Regions from separate parts of the Sus scrofa genome. Here regions 1, 2, 3 and 4 are each linked to region 5. The links are chromatin contacts, called in public Hi-C and HiChIP or PLAC-seq maps. All regions are on one chromosome and are shown on one strand. The core of a region is the stretch at or near the end of the contact, and the rest is flanking DNA. Distances in the headings are between cores, read along the strand shown. Region 1 holds the start of CYYR1 (cysteine and tyrosine-rich protein 1). Region 2 overlaps APP (amyloid beta precursor protein). Region 3 overlaps APP (amyloid beta precursor protein). Region 4 holds the start of ATP5J (ATP synthase-coupling factor 6, mitochondrial). Region 5 holds the start of APP (amyloid beta precursor protein).

Evidence for each region. A called contact is a pair of places that touch in the nucleus more often than the background predicts. HiChIP or PLAC-seq counts read pairs in DNA pulled down with a chosen protein or histone mark.
Region 1: an H3K27ac HiChIP or PLAC-seq map of skeletal muscle shows a contact between it and region 5, with 4 times the contacts expected there. The contact joins the promoter of CYYR1 here to the promoter of APP in region 5. A contact is called at or near these places in 2 of 47 Hi-C or Micro-C datasets (fetal heart ventricle and heart right ventricle) and 1 of 2 datasets of contacts at active chromatin or transcription factors (skeletal muscle).
Region 2: a Hi-C map of omental adipose tissue shows a contact between it and region 5, with 2.1 times the contacts expected there. The contact joins the enhancer-like site here to the promoter of APP in region 5. A contact is called at or near these places in 2 of 5 promoter capture datasets (fetal liver and liver), 16 of 47 Hi-C or Micro-C datasets (alveolar macrophages, embryonic fibroblasts, epiblast stem cells and 10 more) and 2 of 2 datasets of contacts at active chromatin or transcription factors (alveolar macrophages and skeletal muscle).
Region 3: a contact with region 5 is called in an H3K27ac HiChIP or PLAC-seq map of alveolar macrophages. The contact joins the enhancer-like site here to the promoter of APP in region 5. A contact is called at or near these places in 2 of 5 promoter capture datasets (fetal liver and liver) and 2 of 2 datasets of contacts at active chromatin or transcription factors (alveolar macrophages and skeletal muscle).
Region 4: a contact with region 5 is called in an H3K27ac HiChIP or PLAC-seq map of alveolar macrophages. The contact joins the promoter of ATP5J here to the promoter of APP in region 5. A contact is called at or near these places in 1 of 5 promoter capture datasets (fetal liver), 2 of 47 Hi-C or Micro-C datasets (embryonic fibroblasts and omental adipose tissue) and 1 of 2 datasets of contacts at active chromatin or transcription factors (alveolar macrophages).

Annotation. Positions count from the first base shown.
Region 1 is chr13:190,065,374-190,068,073 of Sscrofa11.1, reverse strand. It overlaps CYYR1 (cysteine and tyrosine-rich protein 1), which reads left to right and starts at 1,414. Exons shown (of 5, transcript XM_021071450.1): 1 at 1,414-1,790; 2 at 1,831-1,930. The coding sequence starts at 1,536.
Region 2 is chr13:189,434,816-189,437,515 of Sscrofa11.1, reverse strand. APP (amyloid beta precursor protein) reads left to right here. Exons shown (of 18, transcript NM_214372.1): 18 at 1,455-2,232. The coding sequence ends at 1,556. Among named protein-coding and RNA genes, the nearest start is that of ATP5J, 150 kb to the right of the region's middle. Within about 2 kb of position 1,250, at least 5 of the 83 cell types and tissues checked have an H3K27ac peak or open chromatin away from gene starts, as enhancers often do. A contact at or near this core is called in omental adipose tissue, where this site is marked.
Region 3 is chr13:189,458,457-189,461,156 of Sscrofa11.1, reverse strand. All of the region lies in intron 14 of APP (amyloid beta precursor protein), which reads left to right. Among named protein-coding and RNA genes, the nearest start is that of ATP5J, 170 kb to the right of the region's middle. Within about 2 kb of position 1,281, at least 12 of the 83 cell types and tissues checked have an H3K27ac peak or open chromatin away from gene starts, as enhancers often do. A contact at or near this core is called in alveolar macrophages, where this site is marked.
Region 4 is chr13:189,288,853-189,291,552 of Sscrofa11.1, reverse strand. It overlaps ATP5J (ATP synthase-coupling factor 6, mitochondrial), which reads left to right and starts at 1,319. Exons shown (of 6, transcript XM_021071448.1): 1 at 1,319-1,493; 2 at 1,590-1,670; 3 at 1,955-1,996. GABPA (GA-binding protein alpha chain) reads right to left here and starts at 2,040. Exons shown (of 10, transcript XM_021071441.1): 1 at 1,915-2,040.
Region 5 is chr13:189,714,623-189,717,322 of Sscrofa11.1, reverse strand. APP (amyloid beta precursor protein) reads left to right here and starts at 1,371. Exons shown (of 18, transcript NM_214372.1): 1 at 1,371-1,468. The coding sequence starts at 1,412. LOC110256540 (a long non-coding RNA gene) reads left to right here and starts at 1,475. Exons shown (of 2, transcript XR_002338172.1): 1 at 1,475-1,804.

The DNA of each region.
Region 1 (2,700 bases), core at 165-2,664, 350 kb before region 5:
TTTATTTTTTGGAGTAAGGATGAGCATTTTCTACATATTTAGAAGACAAGAAGATAGATATCTCTTAATCTCCCTGCTCAACATTTTTTGGTTATCTTTTCCTTATGATCTTTGAAAGCTTTTTTATCTATTAAGGAGATCAGCCCTCTTTATATACTAAGCATAGCAAATATTTTTGTCAGTTAAATGCTTGATTTATCATCTATAGAACATTTTAATTCTTATGAATTCAAATTGCTCATTTTTTTCTTTTACGGTTTCTGAGTTTTTAAATAATGCTTAGAAAAGCCTTTTCTATTCCATAATTATTTAAATGTGATCCTTTCATTTTTAATACTTTCATAATTATATCTTTAAGCTTAAATGTTTAATTTATATAGAATTGATTTTGATGAAAGAAGATGAGACTTTATAGATGCCTATTCATGACCCTAACTCATTCACTGAATAACCTGTAATTTTCTCCTTTACTTTAAAATAATAATTTTTTTAAACCAGGAAATTAAATTTCTGTACATACATCTCTTTGGATTCTCCCTTCTGGTCCATTGAGCCTATCTATTCTAGTGTTAATCAGAACTGTTTCCAGAGTTCCCATTGTGGTGCAGTGGGTTAAGTATCTGGGGTTGTCTCAGCAGGAGCACCAGTCATTGCTGAGGTTCAGGTTTGATCCCCAGCCCAGGAACTTCCATATGCTAGGTGTTAGGCCAAAACAACAACAAAAAAGTTTCAATTATTGTGATGTTATATTTATATATGTTGAGGATTATTACATCCATCACTCTTTTTTAAAAAACTGATATTCTTACTTGGTTATTCTCTAAGTAAACTTTATTATAAGATTGGCTTGAAAAAAATATCATGATGGTATTTTTTTTAAGTTCAGTTTAACTCCAAGATTTGTAGATTAATTTAGGGAAATTTTCTTTATGATAGTGAATTTTCCTAGTCAAGCAAGATCTCTACTCACTTATGCACGTCTTTTGTATTCTCTTTGATTTTCCATGTATAAAGTATATTTGAAATTATAGTCTTGCTTCCAGTTTTTATGCATTTTTCTTGCTCTTATCTAATTGCATAGGCCAGTAACTCCAGAACAATGTCAAATAATAGTGGTGATTGTGTGCATTCTTCTTTTGTTTTGTTTTCCCTGACTTTACTGGAAATGTTTGAGGGGTTTAACAAACAAAACATTTTACCAGCTTTCAGCAGAGAAATCGTGCACTCTTTCTGTATTCTGCAATTCTCCTAGGTTTTCTTCATTGGCTTTCTAGGTCTTATATCTTAAACCCTGAAAATTCCCTCCATTTGCCTAAAGTTGAAAAACAAAGTTCTTCATCCATTGCTTCAAAAGGATAAATCAGGGCGGCAAAGCTTTCTAAACTCCTCGGCAGTAGCCATAGCAAGAGTTAGAAAAGATGCCTTCAGGAGCGGGCCGAGCAGGGAGAGTCACTTAACAGAAGGAAGAACTGGAGCGGTGGGGAGGAGTCGGGGTCACCCCCGCCCCCAGCCTCGAGTAGGTGCCACCCGCGGAGATGAAATGTGAGCCTCGGTGGCCGAGGACTCCGGACCCGCCGCTTAGCCCGCCTCAGGAGCCCCGGGGACAGACAAAGAGACCTTGGCCCCAGCGCAGTCCCGCGCGGCGGTCGGGCTCGCCTCCGAGACTCCCAGGGCCATGGCCAGGTCTCCGCGCCACCCCGCTCTCCGGAGCGTCGCCCTCTCCATCTGACCGCCCTCCAGCGCCCCCGTCCCCTCCCGGTTCCGGGCTGTCCCTCGACTTCGAGCCCTTTCTACACACCGGTCTGTCCGTCTCTCTGTCGGTTTGTCCTGGCGCGCAACCTCCGGCCACTGGCTTGGATGGACGCGCGGAGGCTGCCCGGGTGTCCAGGGGTCTTGCTTCCGAAGTTGGTGCTGCTCTTTGTCTACGCAGGTCAGTGACCTAGGGCGACGAGAGAGGGGAAGGGGGCTCGGGGCTGCGCTGAGGTCACACTCCGGGCAAGGCGGCTTGGGCGCGACGCGCGGGGACCGTGGTGGGAGGTCAGAGACTGTGTGGTCCCCGGAGGCGGGAGCAGAGAAGCCACCGCGCTGGAGCCCTGGGCTCGACCTCTATGCGCTTGTGTTTTGCCCCTTTCTTTCATCGTTTCTTTTTCTTTTTTCTCCCCCACGCTTTCTCTTTTCCTTTTTCTCTCTCCAGGCAAAGTAACTAATCTCAATCCCACATTTCTCATTTAGGGGATTTTATTTTCTGGATAGCGCGAAATTTTCCCTGTCATATCCAGAATTCAGGAATTGGGGTGAAAGAGGAGGCTGAGCAGTGGGAGGAAAGCAGTTTTTTTGTCTGTTTGTTTGTTTGTTTTATAAAGGACAAGACGTTTAGAGGTATTGCTAAAGTTTTTCCAATAAACTAATCTGGAGACTTTTCCATTTCAGTAAAGTCTACCCATGGCCCCTTCCACCACCACATTCTGAATATTCCGGCTTTTCCTTTTTAAAATAAAAAACCTTAGATTTCTGTTTTCATCCTTTAGAAGATGATTCTTAAGTGTGGTTGACAGGGCAATTGGAAGCTTTGAGTCGAAATATGAAGTTTTTGAGAGGCATAAATTCACCCTGAATCGAATCCTTTTTTGCTGAATTCATAAGCAATTTCCCTCATTTTGATTATTCTTAGTGAGAATTGCTAACAATTGATGAAACAAA
Region 2 (2,700 bases), core at 1-2,500, 280 kb after region 5:
GGGGGGGGGGACTGCTTAAGGAGCTGAAATGTCCCCATACAGCACTTGGCAGTGAGGTACACTTGAGGTTTTCTCCTGGAAATGATGTGGGGAGCCCAATCTCACATACAGAATGGAAAACATCCCTTTGAAGGAAAAACCATCTTCTGGACGGCACCCCTTAATTTTCCTACGGAAGACTCACCTCTTCACTCTGATTAAATTTGTATTGATTAAATTTGTATGATTCCAATAGTTGTACCAAAAAGTTTTAAAACAGTAATCCCCAAACTAAACATTTATGTCTTCAGCAAAGAGTGAAATTCTTCCTCCCTTCTGTGGACTGTTTGAGGTGCAGCAAATACACTAGAAACCTGAGCAGCCCCTCCCCACCTGACATGTTTGCAGCCTGCAGAGAGTAAATTAGTGTAACCCCATCCTAACAGTGACACCAGGGGAAGAACACTCATTCACAACCGCTGGCTTGTTCATAGAGAAGACCACTGCATCACCAGGGAGCATCTGTTTAAACATTCAGCTGGACATACTTTCAGAGTGTCATAGTTTTAAAAATTTTTAAAGTTTAAAAGAGATAATCTGTAATCTGAGCAGCATGTTCTTTCTATATCTTCTTTTTTGTTTGTTTAGTTTTTTTGCTTTTTAGGGCCACACTCTCGGCATGTGGAAGTTCTCAGGCTAAGGCTGGGATCAGAACCGCAGCTGCATCCCTACACCACAGCCACAGCAATGCCCGATTCCAGCCACATCTGCAACCTACGCTGCAGCTCAGGGCAACACCAGATCCTTAACCCACTGAGCCAGGCCAGGGATCGAGCCTTCATCCTCATGGATACTAGCCGGATTCATTTCCACTGAGCCACAAAGGCAGCTCCCTCTATATTTTCTAATAATACCTCTCTGGTATACCTTTATCATTATTTTAATTAAAAGAGTTTCTCTTTAACATATTAAATTGAGAAAAAACGGGGACAAACTGAAACAGGCATGGGAAGGTACTCAGAAGTTCAGATTTGAATGGTGTCCATTCTACTTTGCTGCATCTCTGTGATACTCTTGGATTTTTTTTTTTTTTTTTCTTAGCTTACTGTCATACCTTCAAGTTAAACAAACAGTCTTGCATGGAAGCCTTTTGTCCTTTTTTAAGCCAAAAGAGAATCAAACTGTCTTCCTTGCCCTAGAAGTATCCAGTTACTAAGGTGGGGCCGCAGCCAATGAGCGCTTTGCAAGCCAAGCCGGCACGGCAAGGTTTTCAGCGCCACCTGGTGGCTGAGACGGAGCAGCTGCGTAACTGCTGGGCACCGGCGTTCTGCTCTGTGTCAAAGTGGGAAGAAAAGGGAAAATTGTGGGTGTTCTGCATTTGGGGCTAAAGAAGAGTACAGTGTACCTCATCTTTGTACTGCTCCTCGCTGTGCGCTCTTAAAAGATTGCTTAGGAAACTCGTTCTTGCTTTTCAGGTTGACGCAGCTGTGACCCCGGAGGAGCGCCACCTCTCCAAGATGCAGCAGAATGGCTATGAAAACCCAACTTACAAGTTCTTTGAGCAGATGCAGAACTAGACCGCCGCCACAGCAGCCTCTGAAGTTGGACAGCAAAACCATTGCTTCACTACCCATTGGTGTTCATTTATAGAATAATGGGGAAAGACACAAACCCTTCTGTTTTATTATTTACTCATGATCGCCTTTCAGCAGCTGTGCTGTAACACAAGTAGATGCCTGAACTTGAATTAATATTACGAATCAGTAATGTATTCTCTCTCTTTACATTTCCGGTCTCTACACTACATTATTAATGGGTTTTGTGTACTGTAAAGAATGAAGCTGTATCAAACTAGTGCATGAATAGATTCCCTCCTGATTATTTATCATGTAGCCCCTTAGCCAGTTGTATATTATTCTTGTGGTTTTGTGATCCAATTAAGTCCTACTTTGAAATATGCTTTAAGAATCGATGGGGGATGCTTCATGTGAACGTGGGAGTTTAGCTGCTTCTCTTGCCTAAGTATTCTTTTCCTGATCACTATGCATTTTAAAGGTAAACATTTTTATGTATTCCAAATGAGTTAGAGAAGTTTTTTCCACGATTGCATTTGACTGTACAGATTGCTGCTTCTGCTATATTTGTGATATAGGAATTATGAGGATACACGTTTATTTCTTTGTGCCTGTTTTATGTGCACACATTAGGCATTGAGAATTAAAACTTCTTTTGTCCGTGTACCTTCGGATCTTTGATAAAAAAAAAAAAAATCCCTGTTCATTGCAAGCACTTTTATGGGGCGGGGGGTGGGGGGGCGCTCTGCTGGTCTCAAAATACCAAGAATTCTCCCCCCAAATTTTCTGCAGGATATTGTACAGAATCATTGCTTATGACCATGATAGCTTTCTACACTGTATTACATAAATAAATTAAATAAAACGACACTGGGCAAGAGTTTTCTTTGAAGGATGACTGTGGGTGTTAAATATTCAGAGTGATTCAGGGTGGGGAAGAAGAGGCAGATTCGGTTTCTTTCACCCAGTCTAAAACACTTTTTTTGTGATACCAAAAATGATGGAGGTGGGAGGGACAAAATTAGGGACCAGGGAAGGCAAGCCTGGAAGAACCCTTCAAGATTTGTATCAAATGGTGTTTTCATGTAAATAAATACGTTGTTGGAGGAGCGGTATTGTGCTGGTGTGAATGATTCCGTGGAAACCA
Region 3 (2,700 bases), core at 32-2,531, 260 kb after region 5:
AATATTCTTCACACGGCACAACAGGTCTTGTAAGACTATATGTGTGTAACTGCATTGTAAAGCTGCCCTCTTAACACATTTTCACCTGGCCATAGAGCAGCAGTGGACAAATGGAGAAACTGAGATAAAGTGCTGTTCAAAGCTGCAAACCAGTCCTTGTCGGGCCCCTCTTATCTACGTGTAATGCTGGTTTCCTGCTGATTCCTCCATCACCTTAGGCCTGGTGAGGAGGGGAGGTTGTGCTGGGCACCAGCTAGCTAAGAACTGGTTTATTACAAAGAAGGCCAGAGCTAACAAACTCAGAAGTCCTAGAGTTTCCATCATTTTGTTTCTCTCTTTTTATCTGGGGACTGTTTGATTCATAGCAGCTGAAGGCAGTGCAAGACACATTGCTGAATTGTTTTATTTTAACTCTTTGAGATGGTGTTACCTATATCGAATTTACTAAGCAGTCAATGTAGCATGTTTTGAGCAGCATTTTGAAGTACTTTCTGTTTCGATGTGTGACAGTTCATTTGAAAAATTAGAGAGTAAAAAAAGTAAAATTAGAAAGTATTTACTTTGGATTGAGAAAGAATTCATTATTTTGTCTTGTCAATATACATTCTTTTTTTGCAGTCCTGTCTAATTATCTTTTTTAAAAACATTAATGTCTGATCACTAAACACAAAATTAGTTATTTTTTGAAGATTAATTCATGCATAAATCAGCCTCACACAGTTAAAGCCTAAATTTAAGAGACTAAATTTTAAGTCCCTAAAAGTATTATTGTGTACCATCCTAAAAAATAGGAAAAACTTGATTACTGTTTTTAAATAATACATGCAGCTTGAAGCAAGAAGGCAGAGAAATTTATAGAAATGATTTCCTCACCCGGAATAAACTAATGATAGCTTTTTGTGGTCCTGTCTTTCAGGCCTTTTTTTTTTTTTTTTTGGTCTTTTTAGGGCCACACCCATGGCATATGGAGGTTCCCAGGATAGGGGTCCAATCGGAGCTGTAGCTGCTGGCCTACGCCACCGCCCACGGCAATGCCGAATCCTTATCCCACTGAGCAAGGCCAGGGATCAAACCTTTGTCCTCATAAATGCTAGTCAGATTCATTTCTGCTGAGGCACGACGGAAATTCCCCTTTCAGACTTTTTTCTGTGCATATTTGATGCTTTTAGATATTTCCTTGAGTAATTACGAAACAGGGCTTTATTATTTGTAAGACATATGTGTGAACATTTGAGCCCAAGAAAAACCCAGCTTCCTTGTGACAAAACTGAGGTTCAGCAAGAATGTGGTTTGCCCAAGAGCTCAGAGAAAATAAGTGTTTGCATTAAAATGGACCCTGAGATGGAGCACCGAGGCTTCAGCCTGAAATTAAATCTCAGACTCAACTGCTTTCCCCAGGGTTGAATACAGTTTCTAATGATTTAATTACTGATGCAGGTGACCCCTTAAAGTTACTTCTTTTGCTCTGTAAATTTGCTTTGGTCCATTCTTACCTTCGGCTGAAGCACTATTTGAGGCACTTGTCATCAGGAAGTTCTCCAAGTACGATAATTCTCCGGTTAACACATTTTACAAGGGTTAATCCCTCACTATACATGGCTGCAGATGGGAAAAAAATGAAATATGGAGAAGCACTTTTGTTCAGATCTATCTGGGGGTTGCAAGAAGAAGTGCGTTTTAATCTGCTACATGAATAGAGTACCAGAAATTAGTCACCTTCACAGTAGTTGTTAGAGAATATTTCATGCATAGGCAATTTAATAAGTGCAGTTTTATAGTTTTTGAGAGTTTTGAAATGGATTTAAACATTTTTTTGTTCCTCATTAACCTGAGAAGATAACAGAGTCCCCTGTGGTTAAGGAGCCATGGCTGTCACTGATGTGGTGCAGGTTCGATCCCTGACCAGGGAATTTCTGCATGCCGTGGGCATGCCCCCTCCCCCCAATTAGAACATAGCTAATATTATTTCTACTTTAATTATGAAGAAACAGCCTTAGACACGGTCATTGGCCCAAAGTCGCTTGAATTATAAATGTTGGATTTATATGCCTCTGCCCTACCTTCTCCTCTTCATGATAAAGGACCAAACCACCTTTCTCTTTTGATGCATCCAAATGCCCTGGTAGGAGTTCCCATCATGGCTCAGCGGAAACGAATCTGACTAGCATCCACGAGGACACAGGCTCGATCCCTGGCCTTGCTCAGTCAGTTAAGGATCTGGTGTTGCCATGAGCTGTGGTGTAGGTCGCAGACGCAGCTCAGATCCCTGTTGCTGTGGCTGTGGCACAGGCCAGCAGCTACAGTTCCGATTCAACCCCTAGCCTGGGTACCTCCATATGCCATAGGTGCAGCCTTAAAAAGACAAAAAGAAAAAAAAAAAAAAAAGGCCATGGTATTCCCAGAAACATTATTTTCTCGCATATTTTGAAGACTTGGCTTGCTGCCTCTTTCTTCTCCCTCACTGTTCCTGCCAGCGTGTGGCATTCAAAATCAACTTGGGCTTATAATCCCATTTTTGGATTTGCATTATGCCTGGGCTGTGTGCACCAGAAAGCTGCATGGTCTGTAATGAAATTGCTGAGCCAAGTGTTATCCCATCAGGCACACCTTCTCTTACTGTGGACACCTCTGCTCACTTTCTCTTACCCAAGAGGCTTTATCCCGTCCTCCTGGCTTCACTGGCCCCTTGTCCATTATTAA
Region 4 (2,700 bases), core at 70-2,569, 430 kb after region 5:
GTGTTTAGGACAATTTTACCCCAGTAAAAGGACAACAAATAAATAACAAGTGTAATTGGGGAGTACCTGCCTGATCAACTGCGTATTTTCTCAAGTTAAAAAATATTTTTAAATACCTGAGGAAATTAAAAAATATTTTTTTTTAAAATAAAGTCAATAGCTAAAAATAAGCACACAAGTCTGTGTGTGTGTGAATGTGTGTACACATGGAAAGAGAGAAAGCAAATGTGGAGAAAGGTTAACACTTGGTGACCTCTGAAGGTGAAGATGTTGGTTGTATCATTTCATTGTATTTTTTTTTTCAATTATCCTGCAGACTTTTTAAGTTTTATGAATAAAGCTGGAGGTGAATGAAAACCAACAGTTTTAACTTAATATTCAGCCTCCACATGCCTTGCCTCAATTTAACATCTCCCTCATTATTTATGTCCTTACTTCCAGACTCTATATACACCCCTCAAGGCTTTCGGTCCTGTAGACACAATCCAGGTAAAACTGACTTAAGTCCACCTCGTGTCAGACTATGTTTAAAAATAAATAAACTTGAAAAGTCTGGGTCAAACCCTGAGAGAGGTCATTATCCCCTTAAAGTAGCTTCGAATGAGTGGACCAGTTTCTTTGGAAGTTTAAGACAACGCAGTATCTAAGAATGTTATCACTGCCCAATTCCTCACTTTGCTCAAGTGAAGCCTTCTAAATCTTTGCTCCTCCCATGGGTCAGACTTTCTGCGTGTATTTCTAAATCACTACTCATGCTCTGGCAACGCAACATTAGGCGTAGTCCTCCCTGCCGTTAACCTAATCAAGCTGAAACACAACATGAAAATCTAAAAAAGCTGATGAACTACATTAACCCATCATTTCCTCCTCGTCTTACTTCCTCGTTTTTAAAAGAAATCCAATGGACACCATATACATTAACAGATGGCTTGGATGCAACTGTAAAACAATTCTAGAAATACAACTGAATTTGAAGTGAGCGAATCGCTGAGTTGGCAAGGAGATTGGTTTTGCATCTTCCTCCGAAATCCTGGGGGCGTCAGGATCGGATCTCGACCACTGCGAATGCAGACCACGGCGGACAGTCCAGCAGGGGACAGTAAAGGAAGGGGGTGGCGAAAGGTGACAGGAACGACCCCAGCCCCGGGGGCGCGCGGCTTCGCAGAGCCCCGCGCCGCGCGCCCCCCGCCCCTCCCCTCCGCTCCCCGCACAGCCTCCCCCGCCCCTCCCCACCCGGCTCCCTCAAGTCTCCACGAACGGAAATGGGAGTCACAGCGCCGGGGACCAGCGGAAACAAAACACAGAGGCGGCCGCGGGGGGGCCGCTGTGGGGGAGAAGGCCCCGGAACGAAGCCGGCCCGCGCGGGCCCGCGCTCCCCTCCTCCCCCGCGGCCGCACTCACCCGCTCCGGATTCAGCCCCGTCGCCCCCGCCCGCACTCCAGAGCCGGCTGAGAACGGCAGCGGCGCGGGCTCCACGTGCAGCGTCTCTCCCGGTAAGACCCGCAGCTCCCGCGACTCGAAATGGGAGGCCCCGGGCCCTTCCCGCGAAAACGGCGCTGAGAAACTCCAACCCCCCTCCCGCCTCCCAGGCACCCCCGGGTCCGGGACTACAACTCCCAGCAGGTTGTGCGAAACGGACACTCTAGGCTACGGGGGCTCGCGAGGCACAGGTAACGCAACGCCCCAATCCGCTTTGTTTTACACCCTCACTTTGCCTGCGCAATCATACACCTCAACCACCCCCAAGGAATAGGACGCTGACTCGGGGCGCGGGGTGGGGGTGGGGGAAACTGAATTAGGAGAAAGGCTAGTCCAAGTGCGCATGCGTACAAAAGATTTCCGAGGGGGGAAGAGCAGGTCAAGTTGGGCGAGGGAAAGATGGCGGAGGCGTCCAGGGGACCCGGAAGCACTTACCCTCCACTTCCTCCTTCTGTTTGGCTTCTGTCTCACCTAGAGCCGTCCGGTCGCAGACTGTCTCCGAGACGCTTCCTGTCCGGTGAGTGTCGACCGACTGAAACGGCGACCCACAATGCCTTGCAATGGCGGGTAGGCGGGTGGGGGGCGGAGCCAGGGCCGGAAGTAGAACGGTGGCGGCGGTGCTGGCTCTGGCAGCTCGGGACTGAGTACAAGGTGACTGGGAGGGTAGTGGACTAACTTTGTTTCCTAGAACTCAGATTGTGGCTTTCTTCACGAGAGGCAGGGATGCTTATTACCTCTGCCTTTCAGGAAGAGAGAGCAGCCTTAAATCCCGGATACCTTCACGGCCTGGCCCGGGGTTTTTGCTCGGCGCTTTTAGGCCTGAAGGTTGTAGCAGACTCAATAGCCCTGATAATACTGCTCTCGGGGCAAACCGGGATGGTATGGGAGGCGTGGAGTCCGGGGCTTTTGGACTATCTCCCCGGCTGGGACAGCTCAAGGTCAAGCCTGCCGGGCCGGTCTGCAGCCAGGCCTGTTCAGCCAGGGCGCGCAAGAGATTGTTCTGAACTATTTAAAGTAGAACGTTAGAGGGAAAAGGGTAATAGGAATCCTGAAAGTTTGCAACCCAACTGTAAGGATTGGTAGTGCTAAAACTTGGTTAAGCAGCTTTGTTTTACAGTTCTACCCCTCGAAAACCCTAACGAAGCAGACGCTAGCTGCAGAAGAGGGGACTTGGCTTACAGACGTTGTTAACATGGTTGCCAAGAAGGAAAAAGAGAGGGT
Region 5 (2,700 bases), core at 122-2,621:
TTGGTTGAGGAGGTTCAAAGGTCATTCAGGAGAGAAAGTAATTCAAGGGACCAGCTTGGATGCCTAACGGGGTTAATAAGAGAGAAGACAATATCCAGGGGAGCTGGCCCAGAAATGTTATCTTATCTGGAAGGAAGCCGGCATCCTCGGCTGAGCCACGATTCCACGGCTGAGCCTGTGGCTTCTTTCCCTCCCACCAGCGCCCCTGTGGACTGTGGCTTGTCCTTCAGGTCAAGAGCAGGGCAGTTCTAGACCATTCTAGACTCACCAGACACTAACCCGACCATGGGTGGATTGTGTTTAACCTAGGAGAAAGTGGCTTCCCTAGAAGGTTCACTTCTGTAATCCCGGGCAGACACAAGAAGGAACAAGGACGGAGTTGGAGGTCAGAAGTTCTGAGGTATGGGGGTCGAGGAGAAATCATCTTTCCACAACCTTTCTTTCACTTCACCCGCGTCTCAGATGGACACTACATCCCTGCCTGATTTAAAAAAAAAAAAAAAAAAAATCCCAGATGACTGTCCCCTTCTCAAAACAAAAACAAACAAAAAATTTAAAAAAAAAATTAAAAACCCTTCTTTCAAGGAGAAGTAAATAGGTCGCCGCTTCTTCTCCTGGTCCGGCGCCTTTCTCCTTCGGTTCAGTCTAAAGATAGAAATTCCAGGTTGCTCGTGGCTGCTTTTGACAAAAAAAAAAAAAAAAAAAAAAAAAAAAAAGAGGGCTTTTGCTCTCCTAGCAAGCAAAGAAATCCTATTTCCTTTAAGCTAGTCTTGTTCTCAGTCTCTTCCAGAAACGCCTCCCCCACCTCTCCAAACCGAGACAAAAAATTAAATGCGGATAAAAACGCACCCCAGCAGCAACCCATTTATACGACACCCCCGAGAGGCCTGCGGGGTCGGATGAGTCAAGCTCACGGGAACGAGCGGGGAGCGCTCCCGACTTTTCTGGAGCCCAGTCGTCCTACGACTCACCTTTCCCTGATCCTGCACGGTCCCTCTCCCGGCCCCAGAGTCTCCCTCCTACTGCTCGAGGGGTCCAGGCCAGGGAAGCGGGCGGGGAGCCGGGGGGACCCGGCGGGAGCCGAGGGCCCCGCACCTGTGGGCGCCGAGGGCGCCGGGGGCGCCGGGGGCCGCGGGCCCCTCCCGGCCGAGCGCGCGCAGCTCCCCGGCGGCTCCGCTAGGGGTCTCTCTCGGGTGCCGAGCGGGGTGGGCCGGATCAGCTGACTCGCCCGGGCTCCGAGCCCCGCCGCCGCGCTGCTGTTCGGTCAGTTTCCTCGGCAGCGGTAGGAGAGAGCACCCGGGGCAGCGCGAGCGCGGGGCCACCGTAGACAGCGGCAGCGACACCGGCAGAGCAAGGGCGCGGCGGATCCCACGCGAACAGCAGCGCACTCGGTGCCCCGCGCAGGGTCGCGATGCTGCCCGGTTTGGCACTGGTCCTGCTGGCCGCCTGGACGGCTCGGGCGCTGGAGGTGGGTGCCGCGCCTCGGAATGGGGTCGGAGGGGGACAGTGGAGACCCGATTAATCCAAGTCTTTAACCCAGAGAAGCTGGGGTTAGTCGAGGACCACCCCACTCTCCTCAGGCCTTACGCCCCCGCTTGCGGGCACCCTGCGCATCCCCGCTTCTGGCCCAGCCCTGCCCCGGGGACGCGCTCTCCGGCCCGCGGGGAAGGAGCGGGTGAGGGGTCGGGAGCCCGGGTCCGCTTCAGTCGGGGGAGAGAAGAGGAGGAGGCTATCTGCAGCTCAGACCCTGACTTAGTCCCTGCCTCGGAACCGGGGACCCGGGGCAGCTAGAGACGTCCAGATGGTAGGTGGGGGAGGGAGCACGTGGGAAAAGCCGAAAACCCACAGTCCCTGGATCCTGTCCCCAGCTCTTAATCGCTGCCTTTCCCTTTCTCTCGGGCCCTAGGGAGGAGTCGGGACGGCTTGGGAAGCTGGTCATCTCTCTCCCCAACCCCCCCACCCCCGCTTTCCCTCGCTTTTCCCCCGCGGTTTCACCTTCCCTTCACATCCCCACCGCCCCTTTTCTGCCCGACCTCCTCCTCCTCCCTCTTCTCGGTTGCTCGGGGCTGCCTCCTGAGTGCGACCCCAAGCAGGGTCAGGCACCACCCTCGGCAGGCAAACTTTGTGCATTTCTGTGTCTCCCTTTTGTGCTAAGTTGCGAGAGATGGGAGGGGTCGGAGATCCACAGCCACATCGCACCTTCCCCAAGCCTAAATATCCCGGGCGTTCGCTCGCACCCTCACATTCTCCGGGAGAGGGACAAGGAAGGTCCCCGGGAACAAAAGCCGCGACACCCCGCCCTCGCCAGCCCGGGGCGCGGTGGGCTGAGCTGAGTTAGTCTGTGCGCCACCGAGGCTCCCGCCTGACTCCCTTCTCCGCGCTGCGCGCCCGTCCCGGAGGGGGCTGGGGCGCTGCTGGGGCGACTCTGGCCGAGCCTCTGGGCCCCTCTACTTCCTCCCCCCACCCCATCACCTCCGAGGCTTGCTCATTCTGTTCTCGGTTGTAAAGTCCTTGGGGAGAAATACGCGGAGAGTGGAGTGTGCGTCTGGAAGGGGCAGTGGCGGGTGGTGGGGAGCCACGAGCTCTCTTCCTGTGCATCAAAGGAGGCGTTTGTCTGATTAAGGCGCGGCCTCTTCCCTGGCAGTGCTGGGCAGTCCGGTTTAGCTCCCCGGGGGGCGCGGACTGCTGGGGAGGGTCCTC